5 separate regions of the Mus musculus genome follow, and regions 1, 3, 4 and 5 are each linked to region 2. The links are chromatin contacts, called in public Hi-C and promoter capture Hi-C maps. All regions are on one chromosome and are shown on one strand. The core of a region is the stretch at or near the end of the contact, and the rest is flanking DNA. Distances in the headings are between cores, read along the strand shown.

Region 1 (2,700 bases), core at 22-2,521, 1.7 Mb after region 2:
CTTCCATAAACAGCCATATTTGTCAGTGTCAGTGCTGGGTGACACATAATAATGTTTAACCGGTGTTCCCTCAATGTGAGCCAATGCTATCAAGTTCATCTCCTGCTTATGCTACTTTGTACTATAAACCTGACAAAACCCAATGTCATGTAGGTCATAGGTCCTAGGCATGAATTGACTGCTGTACTTTAGCTGTATTAATTTGGCACCAAACTGCCTTGTAAAAATCTATATTTATACCCACAAAGGAAAGGTACTCTCAGTTAATGAGTAACAGTGGATACAGGCACTTTTAACTGCTCAAGTTCCTGAGAGTATAGGTCATTTGGGTGCTAAAATCTAAATGGGATCTTTATACTATTCCATCTAAAGCTAAGAGACTATTATTAAATGGACAGAAAATCTTAATAGAGTTGGAAGACTGCATGAGAATTTCAAAATGCTATGTTCTGAACATGTATTGTCCATAGTAATTATAAACTCATAGTATCTGTGTTTGCCTGGTGCACTGGGACTGCATAGGACTATACCTAACAATGCCCAGTCATGGATAGGAGAAGGGCTGAAGGGGCCTTATCTCTCCCTAATTAAATATTGCCTACTGATGGATGCTGGGAAATGAGAACATCATTACCTTCAGATGTGAGCTCATTGGTGGTCCCACTATGTTCTGTTGAATATTTACATACTTCTGTTCCCACAGGAAACTCTGATTAAACTCAGTGGGTAACAAACAAAATGGTACGCCATGAACATAGAAAAAGAAAAGAAAAACAAAACAAAATGAAAAACCCCCAAAACATAAAAAGAAAAGAGAATGTTGATGGGGTCAGAGAGAAAGAGAAGAGTGGCAGAGTGAGAGTAAGTCATAATGTAAAATTTATATATGAAGAACTGCCAAAGGAAATAATTTACTTAGTAAAAGACCATCCCCTGAATAACTTATACCAACTTCATGATCCTAAAATGTACAGAGCGTATGTAAAGAGATGAGTGCCCTGAAAAAATCAGCAGAAATGTCTGTTTACCAGGCAGGTTATGGTCACTGGGTAAAATGCTGACTGGAAAACAGCAGGTCAAAGACTGGGGTCTGAGTATGAAAATCATAAACCTAGGAATCTCCCTGTCATCCAAAACAGTTCTTTATAAGTAAGCAATTTCCCTCAGTGTGGTCTATTCCCACCCGATATTGACGATTTCTAGAAATAAATAACCAGGCTGCTTCACCCAACAGTGGGTAATCCAAGCCACAGCAGGGCTTGTACTTGGAAGATCATCAAGGGGCAGGAAGGGGTGAGAATGTCCACTGTAACCCTGTCATAGAGAGCCTACTGTTCCCCATTTTCTTTTCTACAGAGGAGTGTGCAAGGATCCCAAATATGATTATGTTTTTGAGCTCCCTGGTGACCACCTTCTGGGAAGCACTCCATCTCAAGACTCTGGTACTGGCTGTTGTCACTTTCCTGTTCCTGATTAACATCCTCAGAAGCCGTCACCCCAAAAACTACCCACCAGGGCCATGGCGTCTGCCCTTTGTGGGCAACTTCTTTCAAATAGACACTAAGCAAACCCACTTGGTGCTTCAGCAGGTAAGATGGGGCTGAGAGTGTCTTGTCTGTATCATGACACTAATCCAAAATTGCAGGGTTGGTAATATTCCCAACAGCCCAGACAGGAGGACAGGGCTACAGGACTCTAAAGCTTGTTCTGTGCATCTGCTAAACTCACTACAACTTCTGTCTCCTCCAGTCAATAGACTCCATTATTTTTCCTTTTAAAATGTTGGCACCATGAAAGTAGTACCTGTTTTGTAAACCTGTTCCACTGCTCTGGAGTAGTAGAGTTTTTGTTTGTTTATCTAATCTTGTATATTTTATTTGGTCTATTGTTTCTTAAAGAACTTAGGTCAAAAGGACTCACTTTAAGTTTACATCTTTTTCTATGTTTATTTACTTACTTGAATGGGGGATGTGAGCTCTCCACAGAATAATTTTCATGTTCTCACAAAAACATATAGAACTTCACTATAAGTCCACTAACACACATGCCTGACATTATTATATTAGATCCTCAGACATTCACACACTTAACTCTGACTATTGAAATATTTTACAGTTTGTGAAGAAATATGGGAATGTATTTAGTCTGGAGTTGGGCCAATCACCAGTGGTGGTTGTATCAGGACTGCCTTTAATCAAAGAAATGTTTACCCACCTGGACCAAAATTTTGTGAATCGCTTTATGACACCGGTTAGAGAACGAATCACAGGTAAAAATGGTAAGTTTCTGTCGTGGATAGCCTTGGGGCTAATTATATTTGATGGTAATTCTATTCTCCTGTGAGTGGTTTCGAACAAAGAATGAGTCAGCACTCAGGTGATTTCCTGTAAACCTGCTTCCCACCTTAATTTGTAAAATAAAGGGGAGCTGATGATTGGGCAGATAAAAGGGAAAGTGGAGCAGAAGGTGGGGGAGAGAAGAAGGAGAAAATGGAAGAGGGAGAGGATACAGAGGAAGAGGAAGAGGAAGAGGAAGAGGAAGAAGAAGAAGAAGAAGAAGAAGAAGAAGAAGAAGAAGAAGAAGAAGAAGAAGAAGAAGAAGAAGAAGAAGAAGAAGAAGAAGAAGAAAGGCAGAGCAGAAGCACATGGCCTGGAGAAACTGCAAGTTCTAAGGGATCTCATAGAAGGAGAAGATGGTAGT
Region 2 (2,700 bases), core at 13-2,512:
GCACTTAGACAGGAGTTTCTGAGCTGGGTAGGCTAAGACGGGTGGCCTTTGTTGGAAATGCTGTTGCTAGTGGCTGGGACCAGGTCCAGCCAGCTCACAGCAGCTTGCTTTGGGGTCGCACTGACGCTTGCCTGGTCGCCGGTAGGTGGCGGCAGACGCCCTGGCGGAAGGCGTTGCGCTGCGCCCCGCTGGCTTGGCTCCGCCCGCCGGGTCCGATGCTTCGCGCTCCGCCTCCGGAGCAGCCGAGTGCGTCTGAGGCGATCCCGTGCCAGGCTTGGGGACGCTGCCAGGTTTCTCTCAAATCTTGGCCTAACAAAGGGAAGCAAATTACAAAAATGGAAATTTTCAAACTAGCGTTCAGTTGTATTGAAATCGACGTTTGTGTAGCACGCAGGCACAGACCACATTCATGCTATTTTGTGATTAAAACGATACCAAAAATACCTCCTTGCTTTAGTTTTCATCTTCTAAAACGGCCTCTTCCCCTTTTCTAATTGCTGCTTTACTTTGGGGGAGCAGCGAGCCCCCGGCCACCGTAGAATTGCTAACATTTGCATCAGGACAGTTGAAATCTGGCCCGGGCTGCTATTCTCTCTGTCGTCCCCACCCCAGTCTTTCCTCCTCCCCGTCTCTTAGACTCCGCTGTTTCTCTCGTTCTGTCCTCCCCCCAACCCCCCTTCCTCCTTTTCTTTGGGAGTTGAACTTTAACCCAACCTTGTGTGTCCTTTCAGCCTAGGGGAGTACAGATAAAGACATTGCTAGGCACTGTACGGGGAAGTTTTGTGTCTTGTGTACTCGGTTTCAAGTCTTAGGACAGCGCGTAAATCCTCAGGGCTCCTCTTGATTCAAGCAGCAAAACCTGACCATGGCCTCACCAAAGCTCTGGTTACCTTGCTCTCCCATTAAAAAACAAAAACCAAACCAAAACAAAAAAAACCCCAATGATTTTGAAGCGGCTCTTGAGCTGGCTCTTGAATGGATTTTACTTAACATGAAGTTGTATAGAGCCCGACTGTGTCCTCTTGGCTTGTTTTTGCAGTTGCTAGACAGGCCCAGTCCCCAGTGGGCTTGTGTGAAAGGCGCCCTCCTCCCACCCCCAGCTCTCCGCACCATTTCTTTCCTTGGAAGCTTTGACTGTCTCCTTCCGCAGCAGCTGTGTCTGCAGTGCCTGGAGACAGGTGGGGGAGTAGCCTCCCGCTGAACCTGCCAATTCCCTCTCCAAGGACTGTCTGAATAGCTATTAAAAATTAAAGGACACGCACACGTACACACACACACACACACACACACACACACACACACACACACACACACACACGCTTTCGTTCTTTGTTTTCTGGTGGAGGTCACTGTCACACCAGAGCAATGGTACTGCTTTGCCGACTGAGATTAAATTCTACAGTCCTTCTCTTGTCGGCACTCACCAGCCCACAAGAACCCATTGCCACATCTTTTGGGCCCTCTAGAAGATCTGAGTTCTAGGAGTGGTCAAGTGCCCACTTGCAATGGATCTGGAGAGAGAGGTGCTCCCAACCCCAGGAGATAAACACAGAGCTCATGAGACCATGGTTGCAGTTAGGGATCCCTTGTTTATCTGTATTTGAGTCTCAAAACTAGAACTTTCTAGGGCAGGTGTTGAGTATCCTCTGCACACTGGTAAGAGTTTAACAGGTTCCAGAAGAGAACCGGAAGTCACATTTTCGTTCCCAGCCTGGATTCAGGACCTTCTGCTCTTCCCTGGGGGCTTGACCCTCAGTACCCAGCTACCTCTCTGCTTTTCCCAGGGCTGTTGCCCGCTCTTAGAATTCCTCCTCCTCCTCTTCTCTGATTAGCAAACGTTTGGTCTCTTTAAAGACGTCTTTCAAACACACCCTCTCCAGTCTTTCATGGCTGTGCCTGTGCTTGGGTACCTCTGTAGTCAGTAATCCTGCCTTAAGTTAAATGGGACAAAGTTGCTTGACATACCTGCTGTGCTGTGCTGTGCTGTGCTGATCTCTCTCTCCCTCTCCCTTCCTCCCTCTCCCTTTCTCCACCCCTCCTCTCCACTCCCTACCTCCCTCTCTTTTCCTCTCTCTCCTTCCCCCAATCTCCACTCTCCTTTCCTTTCTCTTCCCCCTTCTCTCCCTTCCTCCCCTTTATCCCCTGAGAGAATATATTCTTTGCTCAGGCCAGGAATGTATCTTTATTTATCTCCTAGCCTGCACACCAAAGATGCCCGGGAAACTCTATGTGATGATAAGGAAACACACCTGGTTCTTAAATGATCCCAAAGGGCCAGCTTGTTTTTCTCCAGTTCTTGCTCCATTGGCAGGCATCTCTAAGTATGTCTGCAGAGTGGAAAGGAAAAACTTAAGGTTGTGTTCACACGTGACTTTTCCATAGTTCAGGGAGAGTCTTCTACTAATGAAGGTTTGATGAGCACACAGATGAAAACTCCTGTACCCCAGCGTGTGCACAGGAGCAGCACTCAAGGAAGACCTGCGACCCGAGAAGGTTTCAGGCATCTGCGTGGGCTCTAATGTATGTAACTTAAGGGTTAGAGAAACAAGTTGTAGTCAGCAGACTTGATTCACTCACTTGCTTAAGCTAGAAACCTGGAGATGGGCTTGAGAGCCTTCTCCTCCAACTTCCCACATTTAGTCTTCAAGTCATGTCACCTCTTGGAGACCCTCAGATCTCTTCACTGGTCCTCAGCCCTGC
Region 3 (2,700 bases), core at 141-2,640, 1.4 Mb after region 2:
ATTTGGATATTGGATTGACATCAAATGAAAACAACCATGGCTAGAGAGACAGATTTGTCAGACATTAGACTACATGGTGGCCAGCATTGTAGTTGTATGTGATGTTCAAGAGAGAAACAAGTAAGCCAAGAATAGCAATAGTATCTGACTCACTGCCCTGCTCCTGGGGACCTAGCCCACTTTCTTGACTCTGGGCTTTTTGCTGACTGACCAAATTTTCAGCAGGAATTATCCTTGAATTAATTGTATTTTCTGTTTCAGAGACATAAAGACCGTTAATTTTCTGAGCCTATGGGCCTGTCAAGATTCAATATTAGAAACAGAATAAATCTTTAGTTTTGATTTATTGCCCTCTTAAAAATTGAATTGATGATTTTATGCCGGCTTGAACTGTTCAAATAATACAAATACTAGAGAAAACATCCTCTTTATTTGTTTGGCCTTATGACATTAATCCACATAACTCTTCAAAGAACTCTTATTCTCCTCTTGTCATGCAAACTAAGCCTACTTAAAGAATTCAATTGGACATTACCTCCCATTTCTCCATTATCCTCCCCAGTGCTTTTGGAAGCGGTTCTCCATCTCCTGCTTGGGGATCTATACCCATTAGAGTATAGGAAAAATATTGTGGGAACAGTATAACTGAGTGTGCATATTAAGGCTTGCTGAACATCATGAAAAAGGTACTCTTTCCTGTACATGACTGTAGGCAGGTAGATGAAGAGGTAGCTATTGATACATATGCATATATATTTCATGATTGTATGTGATACTTACATGATCAGATATATTCATACATATAAATATATAAACATTTCCTGGTAAATGTGCTCATATGTGTAAATATAAATTTATGCTTTAATGTGTGATAGTGTGCATGTGCCCAAATATATAGGTGTGTGTGTGTATTACTGGCTGTAGGACTGGGAGAAGAAATTTGTTTGTCTTTGTATAATGAGAATAAGACAACAAAGGGTTAAAGCAATCACTTTGCAAATGGCTTTCCAAAAAAGCTGCACCCTAAATTAATTTTGGCTGGTAATCTATATCGGGTTAAATAACTCCTCATTATTCTGCAACACAGCTGAGGCATCTCCAAATGTTTATCTTGTTTTGTAACCGGTACCTTCTGGTATATTCTAGTGCCAGCACTCCCAGCTCCTGCTATATTTCATTCTCACTATTTTTGGACTGAGCTGCTGGTTCCAGGTGATTTAATAAATTGCTTTTTTTTTTTGAGTGGGGGTGTTCCTTTTAACTTACCCATCTGCTCAACACATGCGTAACTTGCAATCTGTCGGCAGTTTGCAGAAAGACAAACTGTCAGAGCTGCATGCATTTGACAACTTTGTTCCCAATTAGGTTAGTGGTAATTTAACAGATTTCAGGGCAATGGAGAAAGGGATGGCATGTTATTAAAGCATCAATTCTGACAGACCCGAGCACATATGATTTCAATGTAAATTATTTTAAATGCTTTAATTAAAACCAAAGAAAGCTTTACTCTTTTAAGTGGTAAGCGATAGCAAGACAAATTTAAAAGGAAAGAGAGTAACTGGGGTTTCTAAATGCTTTATATATACAAGGCAGTCCAGCAGTTAGGACGCTGTAATCTATGGTGGTAATGTGGAGGCCGAGTTAATTATTCATTGCTTCCTCTCTGTAGCAGATGTGATTCAATACATGACGTACAGTATTCAGAGCCTGGAACGCTCTCTGTGAAAATCTCAGCTCAGGCTTCTTTTGGATCCATCAGGAAATTGCCAGAATCTGTTTAACACGTTAAATATATTCATAAGAAAAAATGTTGCGTTTTTTTTTCCTTTGTTTTTCCTATGTTTCAACGCAGCTGCTTCTCTACTGCACTGAGCTCAGACTCCACAGCCTCTGTATCCTATCCTGGTTACAGTCTTAAATCCCTATAGCACATGGACAGATGCGTACAAGTGATGAGGATGAGCAAATGAGGAGACCCTGTGTCTCAGGTCACTTTGCAGACATGTAGCTCCCCTCTAGATTGCAGTCACTGAAGTTCCTGTGAGCAGAGTGAGCAGAGGGTCATTGAATGACTGCTTCGTGTTTTGGGAGGAAACTTCCAAACCAAGGGCATACGTAGGCAGAGATATTTCCTTGATGAATATAAGAGCATGTTTGATTTGTCCAAACTATAAATCTAATCATTGGTTTAGAGCTTTCCATTTGTTCTTAGAAAACACTGAGTATTTTATGCTTGAAACCACCAATACATCAATTAAGCTTTAATATTCCTTGAACATAACTGCACAAAATTCTTTAACAGACACATTTCTCAGTCCCTTGGGAAGAGCTTACCATTTTCTATATGGGCCTATTGAGTTGAGGGCTGTCTGCTCTTTTAGAATTATTGAAATGGCTTGACAAAGAAGGTTATTACTACCCTACAAGTAGGTTCTCTTACTTTATCAAATTGATTCTAACTAGGTTATTATATCATAACTTTTAAGGGCATCATTTAGAATGACTGTGACTGCATTAAACTGGCTGACAACTGAGTTGAGATATATTTTTTTGTAGCAAACTGATCTTTATCTCGCTGTTAATGTTACACATAATTGCTTGCATAACAAGCTCTGCTGAGGAAGGGCTCAGTAGCTGCTTCTCTGGAAATGTATGCACAATAGATCTGAAGTGCTCTTGGATCTGTGCATGGTGAGTCAG
Region 4 (2,700 bases), core at 35-2,534, 1.7 Mb after region 2:
AAATAATCTGTTTTCAACAAAAGAAAAAAATCAAAAGAGGATTGAAAGAATACAAACAAGCTAAGCTTTGTTAAGTTTCTCTTCTTATTCCTCTGTCTCCCTCTTAAGATCTTGGAGAGTTAGAAACTTCAATTTATCTTTTTTAATCAATAAAAAGTTTGTAAGCAGACTGTATATCTATATGTTTAGTGCCTATGCATGTCTAGCCTGATATGTGGCTTAAGGGTCTCCTATATGTGGCACAGGGTGGAAAGTTCCATGCTGGAGACCAAATGTGCTTGGAGATTCTCATGGAAGAGCCGAGAGAGAACAAGCTGGAGATCTTTATGGAAAATGAAACAAACCAGATGCAGAAAGGCGAAGACAGCTTGTTTTCTGCGGTACTAGCCTAGATTAAACTGTGTTTGAGTAAATGGGGTCAGGGTCTGGGACTAGAAATGGAACCATGGAAGGAAAGGAGCAAATCTTTAGGAAGGTACACTGCCAAAATGCAGAAGGGGATAATCTGGGGAAGAGCAGGACCTACAACAGTAGTGTAGGGAATGAGTGGAAAGTGCCAAATATATGCATAAATATTTGTGAAAAAACATGGACATGAAAGTGCCCGTTAATCAAATTCACTAAATTATATACTAACCCTAAAAGTTAATAGGGAGGGAGGGAGAGTGCAAAGTGATGATGGAAAGGCTTCTTAGCATGGTCAAGGGCTGCGGTGTTCAGTTCTCTAACACTACAAAAGGGGGTAGGGGAGAATCAAGACCAGGGTGTTCTTTCTGTGAAGAATCTGTGGATTCACTTAATTCACTGTGAATAGCACTCAAAGCTGGTGAGCTCTTATAAAGAGGCCAGAGCGCTCCCTGGCGTGCAGCCCAGAAACATGGGCTGATACTGTTCCTGTTTCAGAAAATTGCAATCAGTGGTGAAAGGTTGTTTATAAAACGGGAGATCAGATGCACATGATACTCTCTGGGTTGCATGCAAATCACAAGCCTAGAACCAGAGAAATACTTTGTTTATGAGCAAGGTTCTTAGCTAGTCCATACATGCTCAAGTGGCTTCCCCACCCCCAAAGGAATAGTCTCCAAAGGCTAAGACTTGGAACTTGGAGAGGGGCGTGACGGAGAGTCTTGAGGCGGGGCCAAGGGGATGTTTGGGTCCTTAGGAAGACTGGGTAAAAGTGAAAGAGCTCTGGAGACAAAGCTCTGTTAAGACTTAGGGAAGCAGATAAACAAGGCGGGCCAAAGTTGCTGAAGTGAATAGAGCAGGGAGGAGGAGTCTGCAGGCGACAGATTGGAGGGGCCCTGTAGCGATTTGGGGGTTTAAACCACAGGCCTGGTTCATTCTGGGAACTACAGGCAGTGTCCTTGGGGAACTGCCTCAGTTCAGATTCTCATTCCTCCAAGAGCCTGCTCTGATATCAGCCATGCTTGCGGCAGCCGGCTCCCTAGTGGCTGCCATTTGGGCTGCGCTCCATCTCCGGATTTTGCTGCTGTCTGCTGTCACCTTTCTGTTCCTGGCTGATTTCCTCAAAAACCGTCGCCCCAAGAACTACCCGCCAGGGCCAATGCGCCTTCCTTTCGTGGGTTGCTTGTTCCATTTGGACCCCAAGCAGCCCCACCTATCCCTTCAGCAGGTAGGAAGAGGCAACACTGCCTGGCTGCATCCTGAAACTGTATATTGCCATCAGGAACTCGAGGATGTAGCCGAAGGCTGTTGCTGACAGCCCACTAACCCAGAGATAAGGTCTTACAGGTTACAAACAGTTGTAGATTTTCTTGATATCTGTCGATGAAAGATTCCCAGAGTGATTTTATGGCCAGAAAACTTACTGTCTCTGATTTTAAAGTCTTTTAAGTATGTCAAGGTAGATTTGATGACGTAATAATTTATCCTCATAAACACGTTATGTTGGAGTAAGAAATAGGATGTCCCAGATGTTGGTTACACTACCTATCCAGTTTTGTTTTGTTTTGTTTTGAAAGTGTGTTCTCCTCTTGACCTGTGTACATATCAGTTCTCTGATTTGTCTTATTGAGCCTAGTTTGGTCCTTTTGCATCTTTGATGACTGCTCACCTACTGACTTTATCTAATCCAGAGAAAGATGCACTGAAGTTTCCAGCTCCACTAAAAGTCTGCCTGTTTTCCCACTGAGTTGTTGTAGCTCTCCCGCTTGTCCTGGAAAAATGGTTATGAGTACATAGTACCTGTATAGGACTGGAAGGTCTTTCTGCTCTATGACCCTCTTCCCACGTGATATTTCTTATCTACAGTAATTTTCTCTGTTTAGATAGTGAATACTCTGCCATGTGTGACCATCCCTGTCACTTTCCAGTATTTGTGAAGATTGGCTATGTCTGATTATTTATTGCTAATTTGAGGATTTAAACCCATATTTTTCCTTCTGTTCTCCCACCCATTTTTTTTTTAAATTCTGAGTTCTCTGTGTGTTTTTTAGACACTTTCCAAATACTTGCCTCTCTATTCCTCTTTGCTCTTTTCTTATATCTCCTGGATATCCTTGTATCATCCTCCCAGCAGCTGCTCAGTGTTTGTTATTCATTGCTCACATTCGACTGACTTTGTTAACACTATTTTTTCAGGGGAAGCAAAACAACTACAAAACTAGAGGACCCTATCCTCTCTCTATGGCCCAGCTGCCTAAGGTGTTTCCTCCACACACACTAAGAACTACACCAGAC
Region 5 (2,700 bases), core at 52-2,551, 1.5 Mb after region 2:
ACATGAGACTGTCTCAAAGACAAGGCCACACACATGCAAGGATGCACACGCACACACACACACACACACACACACACACACACACACACACACACATTGATAAAAACATGGCCTAACTCCATAGATTGTAACAATGCTCCTTTATTATTGGCATGTTTTAGTATAGTTATTCAAGAAGTAGAAATCGGAAAGATAAAAACAGAATCTCTACCTATCACTGGGGTGGGAATGGGGATTTTCACTTTGACTTTTAAAGACTCTAAACTATACTTGCTTCAAAGTGAAAAAATTTAAAAAGAAAATCAGAGAAACGCTGAATGTTAATTAGAGAAAGATACAAAGTTCAGCAAGACACTAGATCAGAAACCAAACCTAAGAAAGAGTCAAAACACAAGTCAGAGATACAAGAGGAAACCCACAGGCATCCAAAGACAGTGAAATGAAGCACATGTAAAATCATCCGTTACAGCCTAAAAATATCTCGCCTGGTTTCTACTCTATTGAGAACAAATATAACAGAGCCAAGCCAGGCCAATGATTACAGGAGAAGCAAGCACATAGGAGCACGTAAAAAGAAAGAGACGGGGCATTATATAATGAGTGGGGGAGAAGACAGAACAGCATCCAGGGAAACCATACCAAACATGGATCAGTCATTGCAATGTGTGTGGTTTTACATTTGTCCTGGGGCTTGCCCTGAGCAAGCTCGAATAGCATATTTAGCTTTCTTGCAGAGTAGAGATCATTTTCTTATTTATTCAATCCTCAGAAAGGTTAATTATGCTTATGACTGTGGTTGGAAAACAATTCTTAGAAAATGCTTGGGTAACAACAGGTTGGCAGTGTATGGAAACCATCTGCTTCCCACAAATGTTAAGGTAAACTTTCAAACTTATGGGGTTAGCAGTTACAGATTGTAGAGTAGTTTAGTGGAGTGCAAATACATGCTGTGTTGATGTTGACTTTCTGACTTTTGACATCAAGCCTAAAAGATGAACCATGTTATAAGAAGAGTGGTCTCTGGGCATATCAAAACTTTAAGTCATCTTTGCTTGCACATATTAAGGGTAACAGAACAAGAACATTACACAAGGGAATAGAGTATTTATACTGAATGTCTTCTAAGTAAATTAAGCTGCTCTGGTTTGCTCTTACCCTGACCTACTAATGGGAACAGGATCATAGAGGGAGGATTTGTTTCTTATAAAAATATTCAGTTTATTCTACAAAAGAACATAAAATGCTGCTCCCCTGACCCCATGGTGTGAGCTGCTCTCAAGGGCTGCAATTGCCTTGGTACCAGCTGCTTCGTCATAGATCTGTCCTCTCCTCCTCCCTGAACTGCAAGGATTCTTATCTCCCCACCTCCACTTGGGAGGGTGGGGAGAAATGGAAATGGCTAATGTTCTCCAGGCTTAGCAAATGCTGCAAGGGAAGCTAATCAATCACTTTAGGGTGCTTCTCAAGGAGACACATTTCTGTGAAAATCACCAGCTGAAACTTAGAGGGAGCAGTTTAAGTATAGAGAAATTCAGAATTATGAATGTCAGTGAGGAGTGGACAGAAATCATATTTGCTAATGAAAGTGAAAAATAGAATTAGTCCCTTGTATTTCCAGCTTGCATAGCAACATCTTATTTTGCATAGACTCTGGATGCTTTATGGCCTGTACATATTGAAGAATGCCTGTTAAGATATCTTTACTACATCTAGCACAAACCCAGGAACGGAGTTTATTGGGGCAGTGAGGAAAGAAAAAAAGACAGACAGAGGAACACAAAGACAAAACCTGGAGTTGGGTGCACTGGTCCCTCTGATGGAAAAACCACAGCACCCCAGCTGTTCAGTATGCTTATTATATAAGGTGTTCAGTATGTTTATTACATAAGGTGTTCAGTATACTTATTATATAAGGTGTTCAGTATGTTTATTATATAAGGTGTTCAGTATGCTGTTTATTATATAAGGGTTACTGTGTAGAGGTGAATGAGGAGGCGGGATTTAGGGTATACAGATGAACAAGGAAGCAGCGTTTATGATAAACAGCTGGATCAAGGAGAGCTATTTAGCTAGTCTTAGTACGAGCAGTCTCAGCAGGAGAGAAGTTTTCAGGTTGTAAATATTTTGGGGAAGAAAATAATGGTGTACATTTTCTTCACACATTATCAACATCCACACCTGGACCAAAAGGGAAGGCTTTGGCATTTCTGTCTGGGCATTAGGCTAGGGTCCTTGTCATGGTCAAGGCAATGTCAGCAGCACGCATACACTCCCTCTGGATGCGTTTTACATTCACATTGGTTAAAGTTTTAGGTAATCCTAGATCTGTATGTGATTAACTCTTTCTATACAGCATTCTCATCATACCTGAGTAGTTTTGATTCTTGTAGTAAAGGCTGGACATATAGGAAAACAACCATGCTACTCATCTTAGTTTATGTAGATGAAGATTATATAGGGATGGTTATAAATAATGGCTCAAAGAGGAAATTATATTCTAATTACAGTGTGATAGGTTAAAAGCCCAGAACACATAATCATAAATTTATTTGAGTAAAGACTACAGAGGAGATTCTATATACACAAAATTGTGCTGGGTACTTAAACTCTTCAAATATTAAGTTCCTATAATTTAAAACTCAAAAGATCACTGGACTATGATTCACAGAGAATTTCTATAAAGGTGAGATGGCTGTCAAC

What was found. Promoter capture Hi-C pulls out the DNA fragments that hold promoters and counts their contacts. Hi-C and Micro-C count contacts between places; a contact is called where the count stands out from the background.
Region 1: a promoter capture Hi-C map of liver shows a contact between it and region 2, with 2.3 times the contacts expected there. The contact joins the promoter of Cyp2j5 here to the promoter of 0610025J13Rik in region 2. A contact is called at or near these places in 3 of 39 promoter capture datasets (liver, maxillary cranial neural crest and pre-B cells).
Region 3: a promoter capture Hi-C map of hippocampal neurons shows a contact between it and region 2, with 10 times the contacts expected there. The contact joins the enhancer-like site here to the promoter of 0610025J13Rik in region 2. A contact is called at or near these places in 7 of 39 promoter capture datasets (the C10 cell line, cranial neural crest, frontonasal cranial neural crest and 4 more) and 1 of 115 datasets of contacts at active chromatin or transcription factors (embryonic forebrain).
Region 4: a contact with region 2 is called in a promoter capture Hi-C map of hippocampal neurons, with 4 times the contacts expected there. The contact joins the promoter of Cyp2j9 here to the promoter of 0610025J13Rik in region 2. A contact is called at or near these places in 5 of 39 promoter capture datasets (cranial neural crest, hippocampal neurons, liver and 1 more).
Region 5: a Hi-C map of uterus shows a contact between it and region 2, with 3 times the contacts expected there. The contact joins the enhancer-like site here to the promoter of 0610025J13Rik in region 2. A contact is called at or near these places in 8 of 39 promoter capture datasets (cranial neural crest, frontonasal cranial neural crest, hippocampal neurons and 5 more), 1 of 15 datasets of contacts at CTCF or cohesin (large pre-B cells), 6 of 484 Hi-C or Micro-C datasets (cardiomyocytes, cerebral cortex, palatal mesenchyme and 2 more) and 2 of 115 datasets of contacts at active chromatin or transcription factors (astrocytes and stem cell-derived neural progenitor cells).

Annotation. Positions count from the first base shown.
Region 1 is chr4:96,662,690-96,665,389 of GRCm38.p6, reverse strand. Cyp2j5 (cytochrome P450, family 2, subfamily j, polypeptide 5) reads left to right here and starts at 1,271. Exons shown (of 9, transcript NM_010007.4): 1 at 1,271-1,589; 2 at 2,116-2,278. The coding sequence starts at 1,380.
Region 2 is chr4:98,319,918-98,322,617 of GRCm38.p6, reverse strand. It overlaps 0610025J13Rik (a long non-coding RNA gene), which reads right to left and starts at 1,262. Exons shown (of 3, transcript XR_376450.3): 1 at 1,111-1,262; 2 at 1-309.
Region 3 is chr4:96,967,946-96,970,645 of GRCm38.p6, reverse strand. No RefSeq gene overlaps it. Among named protein-coding and RNA genes, the nearest start is that of Gm27521, 52 kb to the right of the region's middle. Within about 2 kb of position 1,390, at least 37 of the 459 cell types and tissues checked have an H3K27ac peak or open chromatin away from gene starts, as enhancers often do. A contact at or near this core is called in embryonic forebrain, hippocampal neurons and second pharyngeal arch cranial neural crest, where this site is marked.
Region 4 is chr4:96,590,069-96,592,768 of GRCm38.p6, reverse strand. Cyp2j9 (cytochrome P450, family 2, subfamily j, polypeptide 9) reads left to right here and starts at 1,284. Exons shown (of 9, transcript NM_028979.2): 1 at 1,284-1,633. The coding sequence starts at 1,424.
Region 5 is chr4:96,805,557-96,808,256 of GRCm38.p6, reverse strand. No RefSeq gene overlaps it. Among named protein-coding and RNA genes, the nearest start is that of Gm34053, 20 kb to the right of the region's middle. Within about 2 kb of position 1,301, at least 3 of the 459 cell types and tissues checked have an H3K27ac peak or open chromatin away from gene starts, as enhancers often do. A contact at or near this core is called in uterus, where this site is marked.